Regions from separate parts of the Mus musculus genome. Here region 2 is linked to region 1. A link is a contact called in public Hi-C data. All regions are on one chromosome and are shown on one strand. The core of a region is the stretch at or near the end of the contact, and the rest is flanking DNA. Distances in the headings are between cores, read along the strand shown.

The links. Hi-C and Micro-C count contacts between places; a contact is called where the count stands out from the background.
Region 2: a Hi-C map of uterus shows a contact between it and region 1, with 4 times the contacts expected there. The contact joins two enhancer-like sites. A contact is called at or near these places in 2 of 484 Hi-C or Micro-C datasets (both in uterus) and 2 of 115 datasets of contacts at active chromatin or transcription factors (bone marrow-derived macrophages and neural progenitor cells).

Annotation. Positions count from the first base shown.
Region 1 is chr3:50,377,099-50,384,283 of GRCm38.p6, reverse strand. It overlaps Slc7a11 (solute carrier family 7 (cationic amino acid transporter, y+ system), member 11), which reads left to right. Exons shown (of 12, transcript NM_011990.2): 7 at 117-240; 8 at 2,306-2,409; 9 at 3,216-3,312; 10 at 5,100-5,249; 11 at 6,543-6,720. Among named protein-coding and RNA genes, the nearest start is that of Slc7a11, 63 kb to the left of the region's middle. Within about 2 kb of position 2,588, at least 72 of the 459 cell types and tissues checked have an H3K27ac peak or open chromatin away from gene starts, as enhancers often do. A contact at or near this core is called in bone marrow-derived macrophages and uterus, where this site is marked.
Region 2 is chr3:50,606,254-50,613,438 of GRCm38.p6, reverse strand. No RefSeq gene overlaps it. Among named protein-coding and RNA genes, the nearest start is that of Gm6209, 23 kb to the right of the region's middle. Within about 2 kb of position 3,873, at least 22 of the 459 cell types and tissues checked have an H3K27ac peak or open chromatin away from gene starts, as enhancers often do. A contact at or near this core is called in bone marrow-derived macrophages and uterus, where this site is marked.

The DNA of each region.
Region 1 (7,185 bases), core at 1,339-3,838:
ACAAAGCCCTCAGTTATGGCTGGTGTGGCGACATCCATCCCTGCAGCTAGTCTTCTGTATGCTTTGGTAGCAGAGAATGCGGGATGACCCACATGTGATGTCTTTGTGTCTTTCAGAACCATCCCCCTTGCAATCTGCATCTCCATGGCTATCATCACAGTGGGCTACGTACTGACAAACGTGGCCTATTTTACCACCATCAGTGCGGAGGAGCTGCTGCAGTCCAGCGCCGTGGCGGTGGTAAGTCTGCAGTCCAGCGCTATGGCGCTGCTCTGGTGGTGGTCTACATTACAGTCGTGACTCTTTGAATTCGGGTTAATGAGCTGGTACAGTTTGATCGTGGTTTCTTCCAGGAGAAAGGGTTTTGAAGTTGGTAATCTTTTCTTGGCCTGAATGATAATATTTTAAAGATTTAGAGCACACCTTACTTTAGTATGTGTCATAACATACAGCTAACCTCTGCCAAAACCTCTGTTTTCCTTGGTATTTTCTTTTAAATCCCCTAAAAAGCATTTTTATATAAAGCTGCCTAAAACTCCATCAAGGCTGTCTTACAGAGAGGGAATATCTTCCCAACATGTTTCTAAGGACAGGTGGAGTTGCTGAATGCAAATCGGTGCAAGTTTTAGTGTGCAAAGTATTACCCACTCTTCTCATTTCTGGTTAGAAACTTTTCAAATGTCCACTTGAATCCTCTCCCCAAAGTATCATTCTAGGAATTTCAGGAGGACCATGACTATTGATCTATTTGTAGCATGACCTCGGAACAGCAACGTTGGGGTGTTTATAAATTTGGGAACAGCTAGGCAATTAAATGTTAAAGAGGTGTTCCTATAATACTTGAAGATGCCAGTGTGCATTGTAACTCCTAAGAGCTACGTGCATATAATTCCAAAGCATTTCCACAAATTTATTTGACACCAGGACTATATTTGTTTCCAAAGACCATGTCATGAGACTGCTTTTTCTGAAACACATACTTGTGTTTGTTCAGATTTTTTTTTCTGATATATCTTTTTTTTATTGGTTATTTTATTTATTTACATTTCAAAAGTTGTCTCCCTTCCTGGTCTCTCTCCACAACGCCCCCATCCCATTCCCCCTCCCCTTTGTCTCTATGAGTGTGCTCTTCCACCCACACACTCACTCCCCGCTCACCCATCAGAGCAACAACTGGAGTAAAATGTTAATATGGGTTTGTTCAGAATTTTAACTCGAAAGAATTCACTCATTAACTCAAAGCCAGGAAGGGTGAAAACTTAACAACATGCAGTGACACTCCCATCCACCAAGGGGCAGTTCCTTTTCACATGGTATCACTTCCTATCAGCAACACCCACAGGGAACGGTTAACTCCTGTCCTGTGAACCAGTGTCTGAGGGCTTTGTCCACTGCAGTGCTGTCAGGCAGTGAAATGGACAAAGCTTCCGGTGTCTGGTCGGTTGCCTCACGTTTCTAGGCAAAGGGCAGCACTAATTTGTGGAAAGCATAATGGGGTCTGCTAATTGCATAACACCAGCTGCATCAAGGACAATGAAAAAAAAATCTTATATTAACAACAACAACAACAACAAACAGCATCCTTTATACAAATGTGCAAGACTACCCCCATGACAGCCTAGGAGGAAAGCTTAGAACTTTGTCTACCATTTATTTCATTTATTTATAGTTTCTGTCGCTTGTCAGGATTGGAATTTTGTTCTAGCCTTTTACAGGAAACCCTGGAAGGAAATGATGGCCTCCTAGGGTGGGGGAGGGCTGACTCCATAAACAGGTTCAGCTGGTAGGGCTTACCCGGTAAAGAACCTCCAGAGTGGCTCACTCCTGTGATGAAATGGTCAACTTGTCTATTGTTTTGATTTATCCTCCCGAACTGAGGTTGGTATGTGAAACAAGTACCCGAAACACTCGCCAGTGTGTATCTATACCTCTTCATACAAAGGTGGCTTTCTGGGATTGTGCAGAACAATTTCTGTCTCTAAATGTAGAATTTCCGAACTGAGCCCCTTCCTCTTATCGGAGGCGATAGTTGATAAAGAGTCAGTAAACGGATCGTTGCTTTGGAGGGACAGAGAAGGCGACTGCTTAGACCTTTGCCCACAGGTCTGAGACAAGGAATGCCGTGGTACCCGCTGCTGGTGATTGTCTTGTGGAGTCAGTTTGACCCTAACGAAAAAGAAGGATTATAAAACATTCACGTAGCACCAGGCTAATAGAAAGTCAAAGAGCAAGTTTGGCCTAAATTGTTTCATTTTATTCCACTTTCGGGGAAAGCATTAATTTGTTCCGTTCTTTCCTTCCTCAGACCTTCTCTGAGCGGCTGCTGGGAAAATTCTCATTAGCAGTCCCGATCTTTGTTGCCCTCTCCTGCTTCGGCTCCATGAACGGTGGTGTGTTCGCTGTCTCCAGGTGAGGGAGTTCATGTATTTTCAGAAACACATTTTTGTTTTAGAGATTGGATGTGATAAGGATAACTTTTAAAGAGAAAAGCAATAGTTCCTCCGAACCTGTTGTTTTTAAAGGGATATGCGAGTTCCTCGTAGATTCCAGTGAAGCAGGTTTCATTCTGTCCAGTAGAGGGCGCTGCGTGTCTACACATAGCCCACTCTGAGCCAGGCATGCTGCATTTTTAAAAAGAGTGAGTCTACAGGGTCTTATAACGGCCTTTATTTCTAGCGATAAAGTCTTTTGTTTTCCTGAAGGTGCCACGAAAAAGAGTAAAATTGAAAGCAGAAATCACCACTCCACCATCGGTAACCATTTTTTTTCCTTAGTTAGATGGCACAAAAAAATCTTTTTTTTTTTTTTTTTTTTTTTGGTCTATGTTACAGTTTAAATTAGAGAAATGTTAACACAACATGCATGTACATGTGTGTACCTGTGCACTGAATGAGTGCTAGCTTGGACTGACACTAGCAATCTAGCACTGAATTTGCCAGCAGCTACTCAAGTATAGGGAGAACTCCACTCAGTGCAATATTGCTATTGTTTTTCCTCGGAGTGATATAAGATATTTCCCAGACACTGTATGTCCTGAAAAGAGACTTATGATGAAATCTGCCCTTTGTTTCCAAAGCACAACTCAAATGACCAGATAAGAAATGTCAAGATGCCTAGCATGAGGAAGATTCGTCCATATTGCTTCGGGGATTTAAGAATGTTACCCATTTGAATGATTGATTCTATAGTCAACTTCACCGTTTTTCTCCCCGCAGGTTATTCTACGTCGCATCTCGAGAAGGGCACCTTCCGGAAATCCTCTCTATGATTCATGTCCACAAGCACACTCCTCTGCCAGCTGTTATTGTTTTGGTAATGCATATTAACAAGTAATGTAGATACAACCTCACAAAACGGTTAGGAAGGAGGGAATAAACCTGACATCCCGATTCACCACTCAGTTGGTGCTCCATGTATCATTTTCTGGGAGGCCAGAGATGTTGCAATGGCTTGCTTCCATGGCGTGCTTTTGATGTGTATTGGATGCCCTGGGATATGACCCACCTTAGTTCCGTTTCACCTTTGCAGAAATTTGTAAGGTGTGAAGGGAAATGAAGGCTGTGGTTTCTCTCCTTGGCCGAGAACCTCAAAGGAAAGAAAAAGAAAAACCCACAAGGTTACAATCTAAACTCCAGACTCAGAGTTCAGCTGAAAGCAGACTGTGCAAAAATTATCCATTGTCTCCTCCTGGCTCCTGCCATACAACGTAATTCAAAGCATAGATGATAAAACACCAAGCAGAGAAATGGTTCTCCAAGAGTAACTGAGACCTGTGAGAGCAAACCTTAGAAGAAAGAAAACCCCTAAATGCAAACTGTGGAATTCTCTAGGATGGGGACAATATTTGTGAAATGTGGGATACAAAAGGTGTAAGAGCCCTCAAATACCCATCAGCAATGCTATAGTCATCCCCCCCCCCTCTGATTTTAGTAACATTTTTTTTTCTTAACCAGAATCTGCTGTCAAGGGGACCCTGGATTTTTTTTTTCCTTCTCCATGCATTTAATTTCTTTCAGAATGTTTCCTTGAAATTTCTTTTGTGCACTCTGTGCACAGTCTGGAAGCTAACGTCACTTGTGGGAACAGGATGTATTATTCCATGAAGACGGCTTGCGTGTGACGCCTCTGCTATCGTTCATGCTGTCCTTGGCTTTTATCAGCTGCAGAGTCCTGCTCTGATGTTCTTCTTCTCTATGTTTATTCTTTCCTGGTCTTGAGGGTCACATGCAGTCAGCACAAGGGGAGAACTGACCTGGAGTAGGAAGAGGTCAATGCTGTGCGTTCAGGAGCTAAGAGATTCACCGTTACATGGTCGTTGCCTGTGTGTGGGTCCCAAGAGCACTTCATAAATCACTTCAGAGCTTTCTTAGAGTTCCCCAGTTATCTACATTTAATATTTATGATTGGAAATTTTCTAATTGATTCTGCATGATTTTGAGTGATTGGATTTTTTTTTCTTTTTTATTCTTTGAAAACATAGTGTCTCAAGTAAGGTGTACCTATACACGCTGCTAGTCTTGCAAGCACGAGAACTTGAGTTTAGTCCCTCAGAACCAATAGTGGCATAGTAACTTGCATTCATAATCCCAGTGCTTGGTAGGCAGAGACAGGAGGCTCCCCAGAGTTCACTGGCCAGTCAGCCTAGCCTGCATGGCCAATCTAGGCCAATGAGAGACCCTGTCTCCCAAGGTAGAAATTGTCTTCTGGCTTCCACATGCATTTACAAATATCCCTGCATTTATACACATGTGCACCTGTGTCGAGATGGACAGACACCGTTCCACACAAAAGCAAAACAACATAAAATACGTTGTCTCCTTTCCAAGGAAAAGGGAACCGACAAAGGAACGAAACAGCAAATTCTTACAAAATTCTGGCTGAAATGGGGCTCCTGACAGCATCCTCCAAAGGAGGCTTTGTTGCAGCATAAGAACAGAATATGGAAAAGAAGTTTGTGGGATCCAGGCTTTGGTCAGGATGGTAGCATTATGAGTAACTAATGGATGGGACTTACAGTGTGAAGTGAGGCTATTGACTGTTGTTACCTGTTCCCTCTTAGTCCCTTTGCTTACGTTGTCTCTCCTCCTTCTCCACCCCAGCATCCTCTGACGATGGTGATGCTCTTCTCCGGAGACCTCTATAGTCTTCTAAATTTCCTCAGTTTTGCCAGGTGGCTTTTTATGGGGCTGGCAGTCGCAGGACTGATTTATCTTCGATACAAACGCCCAGATATGCATCGTCCTTTCAAGGTAACCTCGGCCATCTTGATGGGTTTACATAAATCTCTCTCCTAACACCTAGGCCTCCTTTTGTCATAACTTGATGATGGGCATGGGCAGGTTGGGTAGGGTAGGGGCCTGCGGAATATGATATTTAACTCTTGCTGGGGGAACCTCCTCTGTTGCACTTCACTTGGGGAAATGACATGCGTGTTTAGGTATGATAGAGTGAACTTGTCACAGATTTTATCTGTGGAGAGCAGACAGTGTTAAAAGATACTTTTCACATTGGGTTTTCATGCATGGCTTGGGTAAGTCCAGAGCATGGCATACCCCTGTCTTCGTACTAACTGATTGCGAACAGCTGGGCTGTGAAAGAAAGAGAATTTCATTAGTTAAAACTCGGCCAAGAGTGCTGCTTTACAGACTAGGTATTTGAGTCCTTGTTGTAACTTGTTAACATTGTGGTGTTTTTTTCTGCTATATACTCTAAAGCAGCAACTCTTCACAAGTGGGTTGCGGCCCCTTGGGGTTCAAATGACCCTTTCACAGGGTTGCTTAAGACCACTGACAACACTGATATTTACATTATGATTGATGATGGTATAAAAATTACAGTTACAAAGTAGCAATGAAAATAATTTATGGTTGGGGGGTGTCACCACATATGAAACTGTATTAAAAGGTTGTAGCATTAGGAAGGTTGAGATACCAAAGGGAAAGCTCACCACAGAGTAGATAACCAGTTCCTCTACCTGGCGCTTTCCTTTGGCAGGGCTGGAGAGCAGCCTTGTCATCCATCGGTCTCAGACGTCCGTGGGTCGGTGTGATCTCACTATTTATTTGCTTTTAAGACTTAGCACAGATAATGCTGCCAGTCATGTTATCAGGATTTGACTCTAATTGTATCGGTTGCCACATGCTCGCAGCATCTTTATTAGCTGTTGACTAGGAGTTGGCCCGTTTCATTCCCATTCGGGTCTTATTGTGACTCTCAACAGGAAATCAATATTCACTGAAAGGTTTTAACATGTAGCAAAGCCACTGGCGCTCTTGACTCCGTGGGTTCTAATTGTGATTATCAAAGAACCAATCTCCTAAGATGAAAAATGTAAATCATGTTGATACTTTCCTAGAAAAGAAATTTGAATAGACCATCCGCTAGGAAACAAAATTTCTTAGCTCAAGACTTGGTTCACATGTTCTAAAACAAGTTAAGAAATTATACTGACCTGCTCTGCGATGACCCGGTCATGTGACTGACGCCCTCTACCCCGGTGGACTGCGCAGGCGTGAAGCTGTTTTCTTTTGGTTGTGTTTCAGGTGCCTCTCTTCATCCCGGCACTATTTTCCTTCACCTGCCTCTTCATGGTTGTCCTCTCTCTTTACTCGGACCCATTCAGCACCGGGGTCGGTTTTCTTATCACCTTGACTGGGGTCCCTGCATATTATCTCTTCATTGTATGGGACAAGAAACCCAAGTGGTTCAGACGATTATCAGGTAAGTCTTTTAAGCATCTTGGCCCCGGCTAGATACTGTGTTGTAGAAAACCCATAAAGCTGTACATGGCTAATATGCATCTCTTAGAGAATAAAGCTACTAGTGGCACAACGGTCAGTTAAACTAAATGACTGCATTGTAACTGCAGCATGAAGAGAGAGACAGGAAAGGCATGCAGAGTGCAGCCCTTCTGGGTATTTCATTCTGGTGGTCGTCGTCACTGGAGTTTTAGAGAAAGAATAGCTTCTTTAGGTAGAAGTTTTTCAGTGCTGCCCACTGCTTTTCTGAATCCCTTAGTGACATCATGATTGTGTTCTTTGGTTGAACAAAGTCTAGTGGCTATGCTAGCATTAAGTTGACCAATGATGTAAGGTTTGTTGGGGAGTGAGGTGGAAGGTAGCAAATGTCTTAAACATCATGGCTCTAATACTACCTCGTTAGGAAGAGGTTTTCAGTAACAACAAC
Region 2 (7,185 bases), core at 2,624-5,123, 230 kb before region 1:
TTTTGGATAAGATGCTTAGGTTAAGAACGGCACCTTTTTTTTTTTTTTTTTGGCCTGGGTGTGGTGCTCACCACATTGGCACAGTTTAACAACTCAACATTGCTAAGTCCTTTGAACATTTAACCTGAAGATATACTTTAAAGGAAATCCTTATGCATATACACTTGATGACGTGGGAGTCGAAAGTCTGGAAAAGATACAGCCAGACCTTTATGTAAGATACTCAGGCAAACAAGTTCAGTTGAAATGAAGCACACCATTCTAGAAATAACACAGTGTTGATACCAGTAAGTTAAACCAGATGGCATGTTTGGATAGTGTCCTATGTTGTATTAGACACTCTGTAGTCACCCTTTGAAAAGCCATTCCATCCTTAATAATAAAGTGGGAAGGAAGCTCTTTGCATTTAATCCATATTTTTCTTGATGTGTTATCAACTTGTTCCTTCTTAGACTCTCTGCCTTACAGTTGAAAATAGATGATGCTTAAAAGCACCTTTCCATAAACCTAAGGAGTCTTAGGCTTTATACTTCTTTCATTAACTTAAATAACTGATTGTTTGCAGTTTTCTGTGGACTAGTTTGCCTTAGGAATTAGCAATGTTGCATAGTGCACTGTGTGATGTCCTTTTTGCACCTTAGCATATGTAGAGGTGGCTATTTTATCTATCACCAGCTATGTTGACAACAATCTCATGTAAGGAAGGGGTGAGATTTTTCTACCCTCATTTTAAATTTTCATTTCTTCAGCAGTTGTCATTGGAAAGCTAAGGAAAACCTACAGAATAAACTAACCTGTCCTCATAGGAACTCATAGAAACTGAACAACCAACCAGAAAGCATGCCTGGGACAGACCTAAGTACCCTACACATCGATAACAGATGTAAAAAATGGTCTTTAGGTGAGAACCTAACAACTGGAGCAGATCCTGTCTCTGACTCTGTTGCCTGCTTTTGGATCCCTTTCCTCTAACTGGGCTGCTTCGTCTAGGCTCAGTAGGAGAAGGTGTGCCTAGACTTACTGCAACTTGATATGCCGAGGTGGTTGATATTCATGGGAGACCTTTCCTTCTATGGAAGAAAGGAGTGGTGTGTGGGAGTAGGGGAGGTAATAGGGAGGGCCTGGAAGGAGAGGAGAGAGAAGCTGTGATTAGATGGTAAAATAAATAAATTAATAAAAATGAAAAAAAATTTAAAAAAGAACCCAACAAATGGTGGCAATGGAAGAACAGCTGCTTCCTGCTTATAGCAGATCTGACTGAGCCGTGAAATTTATATGGACTTTAAAGGAAAAGGTTTATTGAAGAGGAAACTTCTAGTTTCTTTGGAAAGTCATGTCCAATGATGTTTGGCTGGGGCACACAGGTGAAATGATGTCTTGCTAAAGCAAACACTTGAAAGACTGTTTTCCTGAAACAGACACAGGTGAAAGGACATTTGGACATAGCTGACACATGAAAGAACCTGGGATGAAGGAGTACAAGTATGACCTCACAGACCGTGGGGGGTGAGCACCGAGCCTTGGTTTGGTTTGCTCCGCCTCATTATTCTTTGCTAATGACATACATATATTGGTTTGCCTTACACAGCATTGTTGAGCTCAACTTGTGATAGCAGTGCCATTGAAACACATACACCTCAAGTACTGCTCTCAGGGTTCCCGTGGCAGCTTGCCGCTTCTGCAACCTCACCTTAGGTGGTTGGCTTGCCTGGTGGTTTCTTCAGGATTGAACTACCTCTGCCTTGTGTCTGCTTGCTGAAAGGTCTGGACTGTAACTACCAGTTCGTGCCTGGTGTCTGCCTGCTTAGAGCAGTGGTCTGCTGTCAAAGAAGATCAAGCTTGCCTCAAAAGAACTATTGTTGAACAGGTCCACTTCCCCTGTATCCTAATAACTTTTCTCTTCCACTCCCTTTGCTGGGTAGTGGGCTAGAGGAAAGATTTAACCTTATTAAAAGTAAGTTGCAAAAAAAAATTTATGTCTACAGTTTATTTTTTGTGATTCCAAATGATGTGTATTTGTGTGTGAGATGGGGTATGTGTATATACGTGCAGGTGTCTGCAGAATCTGAATGCTTTTGATCCCCTGTAACTGGGGGTGGGTAGTTGTGAGGTACCTGATGTGGGTGAACTCTGGACCATTGCAAACTCTGTAAGTACTCGTAAATGCTATGCCATCTCTCTAGCTCTTGTGTGTCCATTTTCGCAACCACCCTGTCAATTGAAGTAGCCATTAGCTGAAGCGAATGGCCTCATGAATGTGACAATTTAAACTTAAGTTAGTCCAAATTAAATAGGAAAAATTTGTTTCCCTAGTCAGAGCAGCCATGCCATTACGCACTCAGTGCCTACATGAATCTAATGGCCACTGCAATGGCTGTGTAGTTATTGAGTGCTTTCCACAATGCAGGAGTTAAGAGGACTTATTCTGGAGTGCTGAAGAACCTGTTATCCTATTTACACTCTCATCATTACCCAGGAAAAAACTGGTGATTCTTTTCTCAGGCAGTTGAATGTCTGGTAAAGGTTGATCAATGGCTGAAATTCAAATCAAAAATTGATTCACAGGTGCTAAGTTATATGACAAGAGGGCCACAGCGTTCTAGTCTGTGGTTGCACAGTAGAGTTGCTGTAGATAATGGTAATGTACTATGCCTTTCAAGAGGTTAGAAGGGGCTTGAATGCTTTCACAGTAAATAGTGTGCAATGAGTACCCTGATTTAAATGGCGTAATACAGATAGTCACTGCAGTATCGCCTCCAGATCTCTGCTCAAAATTTCTAGAAGTTTTCCTTCCTTCCTTCCTTCCTTCCTTCCTTCCTTCCTTCCTTCCTTCCTTCCTTCCTTCCTTCCTTCCTTCCTTCCTTCCTTCCTTAGGCTGGCAAATCCATACATATTACGGGTCCTCCTAATTTTTTTAAAAAATTATTCTCTGCAAAAAGTCTTCTTCAGCTCCTTAGATAATGAGAAAACTGCTGATGCCTAGCTAGAACCTATGCCATTGCCTCTGGGAATCCAGTGGGGTTCAAAGATGAAGTGACCTGGGCAACAGCTTTCTGCATTACATTATCACCTGTCACTACCTCTTACATTCTTGGTAAGAACAAGGTGGCCCTCACCACTCAGGGCAGGACCTTGAGTACCAGCCAGGTGCTCAGCAGCTTGCTTGACCTCATTAAAATTGAGCGATCAAGTTAATGTTTGGGTTTGAGGCCAACTCTCTTAAAGCTGTTTAAAGTTTCGAAGAATGTTATCAGACAGGAGATTTGGCTTCTGATCTTTTCTTTGTCTTTTCTAGAACAACTTGAATGGAAACAGACTAAGTGGGAATTAGATCTATAGACTGGACTAAAGGCAAAATTTATGTGCTAGAGAAAATTACATTCGGTACTTGGCTAGTTACCTTATCTTTATTTTTAGTTCTGCAAATCTAGAAAATAGAAAAATTAATCATTATGGTTAAATGAAAACTTGGAAGCTACAAAATTGACGTGAGCACTGGCCAGGAGAGCAAATCATGATGGCGCGTGTTTGTTTTCAAGAAGTAGAGATGGGCTCCTGACAACTTCTACTCAGCACTGTGCTGGCTCACAGCCTGACCTGTGTTTTCATGTCTGCCCTGCTGAAGGTCAAAAACTGAATTTAGATGACAGAGAAAGTATAGTACAAGGGAACCGGTGCAGTTCCTAGCGGCTTTGTCAAGATCATGTGGGACTGGTAACTGATCAGATTTCTGAAGGCTGCGGATTTTCCTGAACATAAATCAAATCTCCGCCTATGAAGCATAACGCCTTTCCCTTTCAGTTTAATTATTTACTGCCGAAGGACATGCTTCTGCTCTTGTATAGGCTCCAGTGAACTTCCCCGCACAGTGGTCCTGTCAGGCTGGTGCAAATGCCTTCACTAATTGGTGTCCTGCCCTGTTGTCCTCATGCTGAGTTCAGCATGAAGCCAGTCGCTCTCAAAGAACAGGCTCAGTGTGATGAAAGTAGCCCTGCAGACCACAGATGTGTGGTGCCTGAGAGTGTTTGTTCAGTCAACATGGACACTTTTCAAACACAAATAATACAGGTGGCCAGAGCTGATTGTTACTGTTAACTCTCATGGTCAGAAGACTCCCTGAACTTGTGGGCATTCAGATACCCATTAGAGATTGATGACTCTGGTGTTAATCGCCCTAAAAAGTATTCTTGGCCACCGAGAACCCAGAAGACTAAGGATGAATCCTCACTATTGTATGCCTATAATTTTATTGAGGTTACAAAGGAGACTTCTGGGCAATAGCATTGGCCATTTTGTCATGTAGCTGTATTTGAATTCCCTTGTGTACAAATTTATCTTTAGTGTCTATAAGTTGGTTAATGTTCTCCTTCAATCTGAAAGTATGAACGTATATGACATAAGAGGGATGCAGAATAGAAGTGAGGACTATAGAGCAGATCATGACTTAAGCTTTGAAAATTATTCTTTACAGAAATTGAAAATAGGAACGAATGAATGAGGCAGGCATCTTTCACCTCAACCTGACAAAATCATCATGCTATCGTTATACACTCAGAATCTAACCATTCTGAATATGTTACAATTTCCACACGCCCTTACCTTCATTGCACGAGCAGAACTTGGCAACTTCTCAGTGAAGTAAATACAGCAGCTATCATAATGCAGAATTTCAGATGCTCAAGTTGGAGATTGCCCACTTCTTTGATCGCAAGCATAGTTCTCCACAATTCACAATGAAAGCCCAACTTCCGTGCTTTGGTGACGATAGTCAATCTTTTAAATATTTTCACATATGAAATATATAGACTCTTACCCAGGCACAGTGACATATCCCTGTAATCCGGCTCTTGGGAATCAGAGCTGAAGGACTGTCTTAAGGTCGAGGCTTGGTTAGTATAGCAAGTCAGGCCTATGCAATAAACCCCTGTCTCAAAAAACCAAACCAAACCAAACCAAAGCCTATAACCCTGTACTGCGTAGCATGTACACTGGCTTAGTTGGCCAAAGATTGGTTGATTTTCAATGTTCTGGTCCTACTTCTCTGAAATGAAATTATAAAATTGTGTTTTCCTATGTTTCAAAGATATATAGGTAGGTATTTTCAGTATTTGTAGAGATGGGGGTGGAGTAATCTGGCCTGCTCATAGCTGTGCCGGCAGGCAGCTGATGGTATCAGGTGAGTAAAGGGGAAAGGAGTAAAGCTGCTGGTGAAACCCAGCTTCTTAAAGCTGAAAGAAGCAGACTCAGACATAAAAGGAATGCATACTGAGATTAGCCTTGCAGACCCTTACAAAGAGTGGCTCTGCTACTTTGCCTCCTCCTCTCCTTCTTCCTTCCTCTCCTCCTTCTCTCTCTCCTCTCCTCCTCCTCTTCTGAGAAAAAAACAAACGCTGGACAATTCTGGCAACTTTATTTGCAGTGTGACTGTTCTGCCTAAGCAATAAAGAGGAAGAGGTCAGGGTGCAGAGTTTGTCATGGCTCCTTGAGACATCCTGACCTTGTGTTTCAGAAACAGTCATGCATCTTCCCACGCCATACCAACAAGTCACAAGGGGAACCACAAAAACGCTCTTTCCCAAGTTCAAGAATAGCCACGGGCTCCCCTGTTAAGTGATGTTTTTCTTTCTGGCAGTGAATTTTCCGTGGGGCCAAAATTTCCTCTAAGCAAGAGGCAAACGTTTACGTGAATTTCATCAGGATTCAACAAAATTATTACATGTAGCTTTGGATGTACTAAGGTAGACTTTTTTTTTTTTTTTTAGATTTAAATTGCTTATAGTCATATGACTGTTTTAGTGAGTCAACACCTTGACAAATAATATTTTGCTTGCAACTTCTCTGCTTACAAAAGACATCTTCAGGGGACCTGGTCTGGCTGTTTTGAATGGCATTAACCTCAAAGGGCATTCTACAGATTCTCTCATTTCTGCCCTGAGTCTCCCTTTAGTAGTTGGGCCAAATCCTCTTTATCTTGGGACACAGGGAAAAGACTTTTATTCTTGTTTTCAAAAATCTTGCTGATTTGCTGAACAAACCTCCAGCTTGATCTTTTTCCTTTTGTAAGTTACATAAGTCATGCTGTGTGAACTAACATCTTGTCACTCATTGTCCTAAAGCAAGCCAAACTGGTGAGAAACCACCTACTGCTGAACTTCAAGCCCGTGCCAAAAAGGCAAGAGCTGCATGCTGTTCTGTTGTGTCCTTGAGTGATCAAACAGTTCTGAGAGCAAACAGGAGCTTCAGCAGCAGGATTCACAGGGTTTCAGGAGCCAAGCAGAGGGCAGAGAAGCCAGGGAGGGCTTTTCTTAAGGTAAGGGGACACTTGCAAATACAGGCACACTAGCTTTGCTCTTTGATTGGGGGCACTTGAACACTCCCAGAGTAGGCAGGCTGATGCAAATGTTGCTTAGAGAGTGGAAGAACATCAGAGCACCATGACCAGGGGGCTTCTCTTTCTCGCTTGCTGTTCACTTGCCAATATTTAGGTGCATACTTATATTCTGAAATTGTTCTGGAACAGTCCAAGGTATCTCAGTCTCTTGTGTGGCTTCACATACATATTTACACACGTGTGTGTATGTGTGCTTCACAGTGACCTATTCCAGCCTGCTAGTTAAGGCTGTCCAGTCTATCTTTTGTAAAGGGAATGAGAAAACTGATCTGAATAAGGGAGTGAATGAGAAACAATTGTTCTAAAGCCACTGTTAGCTTCAGAAAGATGTTTATATTGACTAAAACAAAATCTCAATATTGCTGTCACTGAGAAGAAATATCTTCCCAGGATCATCTTTGCAAGGTCAATAATTCAGTAAAAAGTGAGTAACTTTAAATCCATGTAGTTCTTGTACCTGAAGGTACAGAACCAATATTGTATTATACATTAAAACTTTTAGAGTAACATTAGGTGTTGAAGATAGTGAAAGGGGATAGCTGCTATATTTTTTTTTATTTAATTGAACTTAAAAAAAACATATTTACTTTATATCCTGCTCACTGCCCCCTCCCTGTTGCCCCCTACCACAATCCTTCCTCCATTTCCTTCTCTTCTGAGCATGTGAGCCCCCTGTGGGTATCCTGACACTCTGGTACTTCAAGTCTCTGCAAGGCTAGGCACTTCCTCTCCCATTGAGGCCAGACAAATCAGCCTGGCCAAAAGAACATATGCCACCTACAAGCAACAGCTTT